2 separate regions of the Sus scrofa genome follow, and region 2 is linked to region 1. Evidence: chromatin contacts called from public Hi-C data. All regions are on one chromosome and are shown on one strand. The core of a region is the stretch at or near the end of the contact, and the rest is flanking DNA. Distances in the headings are between cores, read along the strand shown. Region 1 has its middle 190 kb from the start of FNIP2. Region 2 overlaps LOC110262100 (rap guanine nucleotide exchange factor 6-like).

Region 1 (6,347 bases), core at 2,273-4,772:
GAAACACTGCAAATGCAGAGGAGATCAGAAGGAGACATTTGCTTCAGGATGGAACTTTCTTCCCTCTCTCCAACACAAGCCACAGCCCGGTCCTATCTGAGTGCTGGCAGCAGGTGAAGTTTGTTGGGAAGTCTCCCAGATTCGCCCGTCTGTGCTCTCCCAGCCTCCATGGCATCTGTCTCCTTAGGGTCCACCCTCTTCGGAGCCTGGCAAACTGTGGCTCCTGGATCAGATTTGTCCTGCCACCTGTTTTTGAAAGGCTCACGGGCAAAGAATGGTTTAAAATTTTTCAAATAGTTGGGGAGGGAAGCAAAAGAAATTTTATAATGTGAGAAGCACATGAAATTAACATTTTCATGTCTATAAATAAAGACTTATTAGAACATAGTCATGCCCACTGTTTACACAGTGTCCCTGGCTGCTTTTGCCCCAAAGGGCAGAGTTGAGTAGTTGAGACAGAGGCTGTACACTCCGTACACAAAGCCAAATCATCTCTTTTCTGGCCATTACAGGAAAAGTTGGCCAACTTCTGATCTAGACAAGCTCTCAGGAAAGGCTTTAATGTTTATTCACAATTAGAAATAAATCGTTCATCAGTGAAAGTTCTTAAAATATATTTTAAAAAATGTGACAGGTAAGAGAAAGCATCAAATTACAACAAGAAATAAAAAAGAAGGAAGAAGAGATAAAATAATAATGTTGTTGTATATTATGTGCCAGGTCCTCAAATAAGCACTTTTTTTCAGTAAAATTATTTCCGCTCCTTCCAACAAGGCTACTAGACAGGCATCATTCTTCTTTCTTTTTAAAACCATTTTATTTTTTTTTAAATTTTTTGCTTTTTAGGGCTGCACATGTGGCACATGGAAGTTCCTAGGCTAGGTGTCAAATCATATCTGCAGCTGCAGCTATGTTGGTTTCGGTTATTTTTATGTACACTAAGTTTGGAGTAAGTGTCTCTAATATAATTAATCGTTTGGAAACCAAATAAAAGGGAGGGAATAAAAGGGAAATGTCACCTCATGCATCAGATTATTCAAATACTAAAATTAATTTCAGATTATTAGAGATTGACCTAAAGTCTTCGAGGAGATTAGCAGATGTAAAAGGGGAATTAGGAAATGAGACCACTGCTCCTTGCTGCTAATGGCCCGTGAGGACCCCTTGCTCTGGAGACCATTTTTCTTCTTCTTTTTCTTTTTTTGTCTTTTTAGGGCCGCATCTGTGGCAGCATATGGAGGTTCTCAGGCTAGGGGTCGAATCGGAGCTGCAGATGCTGGCTTACACCACAACCACAGAAACTCAGGATCTGAGACATGTCTGCAACCTACACCACAGCTCACCACAATGCCAGATCCTTAACCCATAGACCAATGCTAGAAAAAGCTAGGGTCCTCGTGGAGACTAGTCAGATTCATTTCCTCTGAGCCACAACATGAACTCCCTGGAGGCCCTTCAATAAATGTAGGAACCATATACCCTAAAGATTGTTCTTTCTCTCTTTTTTTTTTTTTTCTTTTTAGGGCTGCACCTGCAGCATATGGAAGTTCCCAGGCTAGGGATTGAATAGGATCTGCAGCCACATCAACACTGGATCCAAGCTGCATCTGCAGCCCACACAGCAGCTTGTGGCAACCCCGGATCCCTAACCCACAGAGCAAGGTCAGGAATTGAACACAAATCCCCATGGATATTAGTCAGGTTCATTTCTGATGAGCTGCAATAGGAACTACCCCCCCCCCTTTTTTTTTTTTTTGCTTTTTAGGGCCTCATTCGCTGGCATATGGAGATTCCCAGGCTAGGGGTCTAGTCAGAGCTACTGCTACTGGCCTTCGCCACAGCCACAGCAACATCAAATCCTTAACTCACTGATTGAGGCCAGGGATTGAACCCACAACCTCATGGAACTCCCACTTTTTTAACCATTTTTAAATTGAGGTATAGCTGATTTACAATGCTCTATTAGTTTCAGGTGTACAGCAAAGTAATTCAATTATACATATGTAAATATACGTATATTCTTTTTTCAGATTCTTTTCTGTTATAGGTTATTACAAGATAATTGAATAGAGTTTCCTGTGTTATACAGTAGGTCCTTGTTGATAATCTGTTTCATTTATAGTAGTGTGTATCTGTTAATCCCAAACTCCTAATTTATCCTTCCCAGATCCTTTTCCCTGTGATAACCATAAGTTTGTTCTCTATATCTGAGTCTACTTCTCTTTTGTAAATAAGTTCATTTATATCATTTTCAGAGTCCACATATAAGTGAAATATGATATTTATATTTCTCTGCCCAAATTCATTAATATGATATTTTCTAGGTCCATCCATGCTGCTGCAAATAGCATTATTTCCATCTTTATCATGGCTGAGTAATATTCCCTTGAACATATGCACTATATCTTCTTTATTCATTGCTCTGATGATGGAAACTTAGGTTGCATCCATGTCTTGGCTATTGTAAGCAGTGCTACTGTGAACATTGGGGTGCATGTATATTTATTTCCTCATTTTAAGGCGAAGAGCCTAAACTCAGAGGCTGAATAATGTTCCCTAAGTTGCAAAGCCAGCACAAGACAAAGCCAGGATTTGAGTAGTTTTTAGCTTCAAAACCTCATCCTCAACTGTACCTTCAAAATTTCAGACACTGATGAAGAAGTCATGTTGGGTGCACAGAGGGGAGAGAGGAAGTGTTATCTACCCACTAACCTTGAAGGCACAATTTCTCCAGGGTAAGAAGAGGCAGACGAGCACCCTTGAAGGTGGTACAGTTGTTAATGGCATTACAGTCCTTCCCCCATCATGACATGCCCCCCCCACCCTTGGGATGAGGACACACTCCAGGCAGCTCTGTTCAAGCATCACTGCTGTGATTCATCTTGGTGGAAGGAGTTTATCTTCTGATATGAATGAGGACCTCAAAGTGGTCAGACATATGAGGGTTTTATTAACCCAGGAGCTGCCAACATTGTGGCTGGCCAATGAAGGCTGGAGTTTTGGAGAAAAGGATGAACAGTCCAAGAATCACTGCCATAGGATGAAAAACAACTAGGAACCTCCTAGAGGGTGTGGCTAGAGTAGTCACACACAGATTACACTTGTAAAAGGAAAAATAAAGAGACTGTGGATTGGACAAGAGCTGGAAGTTTGACTTTTAAGCAGGGAGTCAGATCCAGCAGAGTCTAGACTTTGGAGGATGAGGGTTAGGAGATGAAATGTGGATAGTTTAAAGCCAAACACCCTTGGAACTGCCCATCAGGGAAACCCCACGTCTGCTCCACTGGTTGGGTGGTGACAGGTGAGCCTTTCAGTGAGATGAACACTGGGGAAGTTTCCAGAGCTCCACACTGAAGGTGGCTCATGGGGGATCAGGGACAGTGGTACCCAGCTGCCTCTGCTGTATAGACTGTTCCCTGTATCAGCTATGGGGCCAGGGACGGTCATCCCAGAACTGCCTATGCCATGCATGTTGCATCACACTATTTCTACATCACAGATGAGGAGATAGGGGCAGAGTTCAGGAAAGTCCAGTGACTCAGCTAAAAAGTCCCAGAGAAGCTTGATTCTCTGGGGAGCCCCTCCCCTCGCACTTGCTTTTCAATGCCTATGCCTTTTCCACTATTCTGTCTAAAACTAAGAATTTGGGTTCAGCTGTCAAGTAATCATTCTCTTAAAAAATGTATTGAGGGGAGTTCCCATTGTGGTGCAGCAGAAATGAATCTGACTAGTATCCATGAGGATGTGTGTTCGATCCCTGGCCTCAATCAATGGGCTAAATTTCTGGTGTTGCCATGATCTGTGGTGTAGGTATCAGAAAAGGTTCAGATCCAGCATTGCTGTGGCTGTGGTGTAGGCCAATGGCGGTAGCTCCAATTCAACACCTAGACTGGTAACTTCCATATGCTGCAAGTGCAGCCCTAAAAAGCAAAAAAAAAAAAAAAAAAAAAAAAAAAAAAAAAAAAAAAAAAAGTATTGAGTCCACAGAATAACGGAGGAGGAATAACTACAGCTATACGCCTGCTTTCCCATCTGCAGCAGCATGAGGTGATGACAAAAACTTTTGCAACAACTGAAACATTATATAGGGGATCAGTATTTCCCCAAATCTGCTGCTATCTGCAGAATGTGTACAGGTGATCCAATGGGGGAAAACGATCCAAGCTTGGGAAATTCCAGGTTACATAACTGCAAACAAGTTAATTTGCTGCAATGTTTCTCAGAAATTTTTTGTTTGTTTTTAGGGTGGCATACAGAAGTTCCCAGGCTAGGGGTTGACACAGAGCTGTAGCTGCCAGCCTACACCACAACCATAGCAACGTGAAATTCGAGCCATGTCTGTGACCTACACCACAGCTCATGGCAATGCCGGATCCTTAACCCACTGAGCAAAGCCAGGGATCAAACCTGCATCCTCATGGATACTAGTTGGATTCGTTTTTGCTGAGCTAGGACGGGAACTCCCCCTCAGAACATTTAACTCACTTTCATATGCCAGGAATTTCTCAAAGGCAAATGGATATTGCTCCCAAATGTGTCTGAGAGTGGCACACCCCCCCACACACACACCCAGAGGTCGTCATGGTCACTCACAGCAGCAGCATTTGGGGAAAACCCTGGCTTACACAGGCCCTGAAATTCCAGCCAGACCAGTACGGTTCTAATTTCATCCTGTTTGGAGGAGGTGACAAAATTTTCCTTATGGCAGGGTTTTTGTAGGTGAGCCCTCAGCACACATCAAATTGGAAAACAGTTTTTCACTTTGGGGCCATGCTCTAGGCACTAGAGAAGTTCTAGCTGAGAGCAAGCCTGGAGCCATGATGGAGTCAGCAAGAAAAATTAGCCACAGTGACCTTGCAGGCACCACAGGGGGGCTAGGAAAACATCCACCCAAGACATGAGTGTGGACAACCACCTCTCATGTTTTCAGCTTCCCTGGAAGGCTTAGGTGATTTTCCAAGCATAGACTTGTTACCACACTGACTGCTCTGTCAGAGCACCTGGTCAAACCCTCCCAGACCTGAGCTGTCTGCAAACTTGAGATCCAAAACTCAGGATAAAACAAAAGGGGCCAGGGGGCCAGGAGGGCTCGGTGACACCATGACCACAGCACCACTTCTGCCTCCAAGGTCTGGGGGTCAACTTCGGGAAGAGAAGTGATGTTCCTTTTCTGTGTCCCCAGTCTGCCTGTACAATCCTGCAGCCCCTCTGCTTCCAGCACTTCTGAGACCCTTGCTGGGCTGGCAGTTCCTTGTCTATTTCAGTCAGGATTGTTTTTCCCACAGGTCTGAGCTCACTTTTGCAAGTCCGCATTATCAACTTTCAACACCGAGTGTATGTAAGTGGTCTTTTCTCAGACCTCCTCTTATTTTTCTCCTTTCACCCACTTCAATAATGCACAGATTCCTTTTTATTCATTGTCTTATGTTTAAAATGCCAATATTGGAGTTCCTGTTGTGGCTCAGTGGTAATGAACCCAACGAGAATCCATGAGGTTGCAGGTTCAATCCCTGGCCTTACTCGGTGAATTAAGGATCTGGAATTGCCATGAGCTGTGGTGTAGGTCAAAGATGAGGCTTAAATCCTGCATTGCTGTGGCTGTGGTGTAAGCAGCTCCAGTTGGACCCCTAGCCTGAGAACTTCCATGTGCCGCACATGCGGCCCTAAAAGGCAAAATAACAATAATAATAATAATAGTAAAAAATAAAATAAAATGCCAATATTTATTAAATGTCCCTGCCTTTTGGAATCATCTGTTATAAACTGTCCTCTTCATCCTACAATTGTCTCCATTTTCCCATGGCTTCTGTTACATTTGGGGAATATTCTCTTTTTTTCTTCTTCTTTCTCTTTCTTTCTTCCTTCTTTCTTTTTTCATTTTCTTTTTTCTTTTTTGGCTACAGCATGCAGCAGCTTGAGGTCCCAGATTTGGGGAATTTTCTAATCCTCATTTCAGGATTTTTTCTCGAGAGAAAAAACATCCCAATGTCTAAAGACCTACATCCTGCAAAGGTGGCATGAGTGAAGATTTTTAGTGTCTATAATGTGTCTGTATTAAGTTGGTTATAAACAAAGCAGTAGAATGGGGTGATCAAGAGCCCCAACTGTGAGAATCTGTTAGGGAGTGAAGAGCTCTTTAGCCGTGACCCTGGACAAGTAACCAATCTTTCTGGGCCTCATTTTCCCCACTGAGAAACTGGGGGAATTAACACTACCTAATTCATTTGTCATTATAAGAATTAGTTGAGGAGTTCCCATTGTGGCTCAGTGGCTTAAGAACACAATATAGTGTCCATAAGGATGCAGGTTCCATCCCTGGTCTCGAATGGTGGGTTAAGAATCCAGCA
Region 2 (6,347 bases), core at 2,000-4,499, 230 kb before region 1:
CCCACTGAGCGAGGCCAGATATATTGAACCCGCAACCTCGTGGTTCCTAGTCGGATCCGTTTCCACTGTGCCATGATAGGAACTCCGTATGTTACAATTTTGAACGGGTCAGGACAGGTCTCACAGAGAAGAGAGCATATCTGAGCAAAGAAGGCAAGCAGCCGATGGCTCCAGCAGGATGAGGATAATCGGCCAATGACAGGGCAGTGAGTGCAGAGGCCACCAGCCATGTGGCCACAGCCAGCGTTGAGGGGCAGCCTGTCACTGAAGCTGTTTATCCAACTTTTGGGGTTTTGCCAATCTGTTTGATGAAAATTTAATGATGGACCTGCTATGTAGCACAGGGAATATTATTCAATATTCTGTCATAATCTGTGTGTATATGTATAACTGAATCACTTTGTTGTACAGCAGAAATTATCACAAACTTGTAAATCAACTCTACTTCAATAAAACTTGAAAAAAATGAAGAAAAAAAGAAAAACATGAGGTGATAGTGCTTGTTGTTTTAAATAACTTGGTTATTCAAAATTGTACATAGAACTTGGTATCCTTTAAAAATGCTTGGAATCCATTTTGGGAAAGGAAAAAAAAAAAAGAGAGAGCTTGGCAGCAGTTGCCAAAGACCCCCCCCCCTGCAGCTGGGATGTGAGGGCAAGAGAGAGGCGACCTCCACCTTGTCCCCTTGAAGAGATGGGCAGCCCTGTCCTTTGTCTATTACCTGGAATGTGGATGTGGCTGGGAGGTTCCAGCTGCCTCTGAGCCTCTGAGGCAGAGGTTGCAGGCTGAGGGTGACCGGCCCACTCAATGGAAAGAGCCTGGGTTCATAACAGCGGCAAGCTGCCACACCATCCTAGCTCCCAGCACCCAGGCCGCTACCACGTGTAAGAAAAGTGAACGGTCCCTGTGATCCAGCCACTGCTGCAGTCAGCATTTTTTTTCTTTTAGTAGCAGCTAAGCCTGTATCCTGACTAATAAATTTGATAAACTTGACTCTGTAAAAGAAATTAATACATGAAAAAAAGCACAATAAAGTCAGAATAGAAGCAGCAAACTGGGGAACAGGTCATCACAGCTCATGTTTTCAAAATGCTAATTTTTCTGGAGTTCTCGTTGTGGCTCAGCAGGTTAGGAACCAACATAGTATCCTTAAGGATGCAGGTTCAATCCCTGGCCTCACTCAGTGGGTTAAGGATCCAGCCAGCATTGCTACAAGCTGACAAGCTGCAGTGTAGGTCACAGATGTGGCTCAGATCTGGTGTTGCTGTGCCTGAGGTGTAGGCTGACAGCTGCAACTTGGATTCAACCCCCGGCCCAGGAACTTCCATATGCCACAGGTGCAGCCCTAAAAAGAAAAAAAAAAAAAAAAAAAGCGAATTTTAATAAACCTCTTCTAGGTAAGAAAACATCCCACGACTCACTAAAAATTGGCTGAAACTTATGAACCAATTTCATAGAAAAAGAACTAGGGTGGGCTCACGAACTTAAGAGAAAAGATGCTTTTATGATAATAAGAAAAATAAAATTACATTAAGCTACAGTTTTCTTTTTTCTTCTTAAATTTTTTATTCATGCCCTTTTTTACATGAATGCGATTTTTTTCATATTTTAAAGTTTTACTGAAGTAGTTGATTTACAAACTGTGGTAATTTCCGCTGTACAACAAAGTGACTCAGTTATACATTTACACACATTCAATTCTTTCAGATTCATTTCCCACATAGGTTATCACAGAATATTGGATAGAGTTCCTTGTGCTATACAGCAGGTCCCCATTGGCCAGTCATTCCAAATAACTCAGTGTGCATATGCCAATCCCAAACCCCCAGTCCACACCTCCCCCACCTGTCCCCTTTAATACCCGAGTTTGTTGTCCAAGTCTGTGAGTCTGTTTCTATTCATTGCTATTTGCTTTCAAAGCAAATCAGCAGCAAATCACTGCTTCCCCTCAAGCATCCTTTACCACTTTCCCAACTACTGAATGCTTGACAGCAAAGCCTCAAGAAAACAGGAAGGAAAATATTGTCAAACAAGTTTTAGTACAAGTGGAACCATGAAAGTAAATTTATTTCTCAAATGAAAATGCCTATTACTTCCAAACAGAATTTATACCCTTTTCTCTCCAATTTTTAGTCATTAGCTTTGCAATCAACAATCATTTACCTAGTTTAGGGGAGGAAATGTACTTGTCTTTCCTTTTTTTTTTTTCTTTTTAGGGCCACACCCAGGGCATATGGAAGTTTCCAGGCTAGTGGTCAAATTGGAGGTGCAGCTGCTGGCCTACACCACAGCCACAGCAATGCTGGATCCAAGCCATATCTGCAGCCTATGCTGCAGTTTGCAGAAACACCAAATCCTTAACCCAATGAGTGAGGCCAGGGATCAAATCTACATCCTTACGATTACTAGTTGGGTTCCTAACCCACTGAGCCACAAGGGGAACTGTACCTGTCTTTCTTAACATAGGGTGACAGCATTATTACTAATTCTGATTTACGTCAAGTAAAAATGTGTTCTGTCAGATGCAAGAATGGTGTAAGTTTTTTATTAACAAGTAATAAAACACTGAAATACCAAGAAGAAAAAATGAAATACCTTGTAAACTTATTTGAATCTGCTCTTGCACTTATGATGTTCCCTTTATCACCAAAAGGTTGGTCAAGGAAAATGAATTCTAGAAAAGCAGGAAATCAGGGTTGATCACCACTTACTAACTAAGCCTATGGTCAGAGCTGTGCAAAGATGCTCGGCCACACAAACAACGATCATTCTGTAGTTGTTACCTTGGTGCAAAGTACAACAAAGGCTGTCACGGTCCGGATTAACTGTGATGCAGAGAGTAGAACAAATATTCCCTGGCTTGTCACTGATTCCGTATCTGTTCATTTTGAAGGCAAATGACTATGGACAAAATTAACACAGGGTTTGTAAACTCAGCTTTCCTGGCTCTGATCTTCAAATACACATGAAGTGAAAGACACCCAGAGTCCAAGGTAGATAGATACTGTGACAGTAAATGTACTGGCCCCTGAACACTCCCAGACTTCCTTCACATCAGGAAGACCTCGGCAAAGAGCTGAGGAAGTCAGGCTGAGAAACTGGCCCTCTCAACCACTCCCACTTACTGGGTGATTCCAGCTGCCTGCTGGACAAGCTGTTTCTCCCCCTTTATTGAAAAGTTCAAATGGTAACTCACCAGAGCTGTTTTGGCTTGAGCAGATATTTGCAGAGAATGATCAAACATTTACTGGATTTGGTGAGTGTTGACAACATGCCATGCCAAACAGGAGTCATGATGGCTTTATTACTGAGTTGTCTCTTTTAAAGATGTATGCCCAGAGAAAGACAAATATCATTTGATACCACTTATACATGGAATCTAAAATGAACTTATTTGTAAAATAGAAATAGATTCACAGACATAGAAGACAAACTTATGGACACCAAAGGGAAAAAGAAGGGAGGAATAAATTAGAAGTTTGGGATGAAAAGATACACACTACTATAGATAAAACAGATAACCAACAAGGATATAGCCCAGGAAACTCTATAATCTTATAACCTATAAGGAAAAGAATCTGAAAAAGAATAGATATACATGTATAACTGAATCATTTGCTGTACACCTGGAACTAATGCACATTGTAAATCAACTATACTTCAATAAAAATTAAAATATTCATGCTTTACAAAAATAAACTAATTAGAACTAAGAATACAAAAACACTGAGTCTCATTTTAAAGATGTTTTGGAAAGAGCCACAAGCCAGGAAATCCTCCCCTCCACCTCTCCTCATTCCTGTACCCCAAGGTTGGTTTCTGGTCTGAAAATTCCCTATTGTGAGATGCCACCAAAAAATCTGTTTTACTTAATCAGCCAGAAAATTCTCCTGACTTCATGAGAAACGGCCAGGCTCCCCGCTCAGTCTCTCATTCGCAGAGAGGCATCAGGCAGGCAGTGTTTCAACAGGAGGCACACCTTGCCTCCCCTCCAGCTCTGCAAACACTCCCCTCAGTGCAGCTGCCACCTGGTGGCTCCGTGCAGGCCTAGCGATGGCTGTGTGTTTTCTAAGAAAAGGTGAAGGAGGAGAACCTAGCAGCAACAGCACTGAACTTTTCCACACTTAGAGGGAAGCAGAATGAATCTGAGATCTCACTTGCAGACATACGGGCAATGTGGCAGGCTAACAGAAGCTGACTAGTATAATAACAGTTATTATTAATCCTATTACCTAGGACTCACCCTGGGAGTTGATTCCGTCTAGTGGTTCTCAAGCTCTGATGAGCATGTGACTCACCTAGAATGCCAGTCAAAACTGTGTGGTCCCAGGCTCCCCGGGACCGGTCCTCTGGCAGCAGATCCATCACTTCACCTTCTAAACAACAACCTGGGTCGCTCTTATGTACAGGGCTTGTCAAGTTAAAATCAAACCCCAACAGGAACAAATGGCAGAAAAAACTACAATCCTGTCCTTACTGATGTGACTAGTTGCATCTGCTTTATTCACTCATGTCATTTTAATTTTTCTCAAAATAGTTGTCTTATGTTTTAAAATTATGAGCTAAGGCATCCCACCGAGGGTTGCTGACATGGCAATCTTGGATAAACTCTAACTTGCCATTTCCAAATACCATAGTCTTACATCACCAGGAACAGGGAGAAAAGGGAAGCCCAAAGATTAAAGAGGTGCATCCAGCAAGGCAGGTCTCACGGACTCGGAGAAAGGACCTACAAACATTAGATGGAGCTCTATGAAGGGGTACTGATTTGACTCCAACCTCCCCACCCCCCACCCCAATGCTTCAAGCAACATGTGAAAGCCACAAAAGCCCAGGTGTGCAACAAGACACTCTGAGGGCCTCTGAATGTGATGTCACCAACAGGGAGGAGGAAATGAATCAAGCCAAAAAAAAAAAAAAAAAAACAAGCAAACAAAACATAAACAGGCCACTGTAATGCAAGCACTTTGCCGCTCAGTGTGATCAGACAGAAGGACCCAGAAGCAATGAGGACTGAGAGGTCCCTGCAGCCCATTCCCCCCAGGCTGACCCAGAAGGGCAGGTCCAGCTGGCAGGACAGGAAGAGCCCGTGACCTGGCCCCTCTCTCCGCCCTGCCCCTCGGCACTACCCACAGCTGCTCCCAGCGCGCCTTCCACATCACACACACCTACACCCCATCTTTAATGTGATCTTCTCACTCACTGTTTCCCAAACCTCAAAATACTCACCCCATCTAATTTCTGCTAGTTTCTCTATAGCTCTCATTCCTAAGCCACTTGGGTATCTTCCTCCACCTACAGGCGGGCCTGGGTGCTGCATGCAGGAACGCCTGGGTCTCAGTCAGCACCAGCTTAGGGAATCGAGATCACCAGGCACTTCCCAGGGCAGCTCTCGGTTCCTTAGCAGGAGAGTCCAGCCCTTGGCGGCACAGCAGCTGAAGGCAGCTCCACACTGCCGCGCAAAAGCACAGGTTTAGGAGCGGACACTTTCACACCAGCCATGCAGTCCTGCTGAGGTTCTGGTTCCTCACAAGTGACCCAACCCTTTCCATTCTGCTCCCAGCCCCACACATCCTGGGCTCCAGGCGGTACCTGCTGAGCCACCACACACCTGGTCCCACCTACGCCTCAGGCCCCAGAAAAACCTGCTGGACAAACTTGCTGTGCCAGCTCGTAAAGGGGACCTTCCACCCAGAAAACTTGCTATTCATCCTTTAAATTCCAGTTTAACCACCACTTCCCCTGAGAAATGTTTCAGTATCTTCCAAGTAAGTGAGTCATCCTCCTGGGTTCCCAGGGTGCTTCATACTTATTCATATGAAGCAGCTGCCAGTGTCAGCAGTGTTTATTTTAGGGGCTTCCCCATTAGCCTTTTTTTGGCTTTTTAGGGCTGCACCCAGGGCAAATGGAAGTTCCTGGACCAGGGGTCAAATCAGAGCTGCAGCTGCCAGCCTGTGTCACCGCCATAGCAACAGAGGATCCAAGCCACATCTATGACCTACACCACAGTTCACAGCAATGCCAGATCCTTAATCAACTCAGCAAGGCAAGGGATCCTCAAGGATACTAGTTGGGTTCGTTACTGCTGAGCCACAACAGGAACTCCTTCCCCATTAGCTTTTAAGCTCCTCTAACTCATCAGTACGCCCAATCTGCACACTATATAACACTCCATGGGCGCTCAGATACTTCCTTAATAGCGAATTAGTAGTGTCTATTCAGACGCAAACTTAGGTATGGTATTAAAGTGTCTGAAAGTCAAAGATGAGAGTTTCAATTTACCAGGAGCTGGAAAAAAAGAATCCAGGCTTAAAGAACCACTTTAGCAATATCGCAACTGTCCACCA

The links. Hi-C and Micro-C count contacts between places; a contact is called where the count stands out from the background.
Region 2: a Hi-C map of liver shows a contact between it and region 1, with 9 times the contacts expected there. The contact joins two enhancer-like sites. A contact is called at or near these places in 2 of 47 Hi-C or Micro-C datasets (liver and skeletal muscle) and 1 of 2 datasets of contacts at active chromatin or transcription factors (alveolar macrophages).

Annotation. Positions count from the first base shown.
Region 1 is chr8:47,891,001-47,897,347 of Sscrofa11.1, reverse strand. No RefSeq gene overlaps it. Among named protein-coding and RNA genes, the nearest start is that of FNIP2, 190 kb to the right of the region's middle. Within about 2 kb of position 3,522, at least 6 of the 83 cell types and tissues checked have an H3K27ac peak or open chromatin away from gene starts, as enhancers often do. A contact at or near this core is called in liver, where this site is marked.
Region 2 is chr8:48,121,658-48,128,004 of Sscrofa11.1, reverse strand. All of the region lies in intron 3 of LOC110262100 (rap guanine nucleotide exchange factor 6-like), which reads right to left. Among named protein-coding and RNA genes, the nearest start is that of RAPGEF2, 59 kb to the left of the region's middle. Within about 2 kb of position 3,249, at least 4 of the 83 cell types and tissues checked have an H3K27ac peak or open chromatin away from gene starts, as enhancers often do. A contact at or near this core is called in liver, where this site is marked.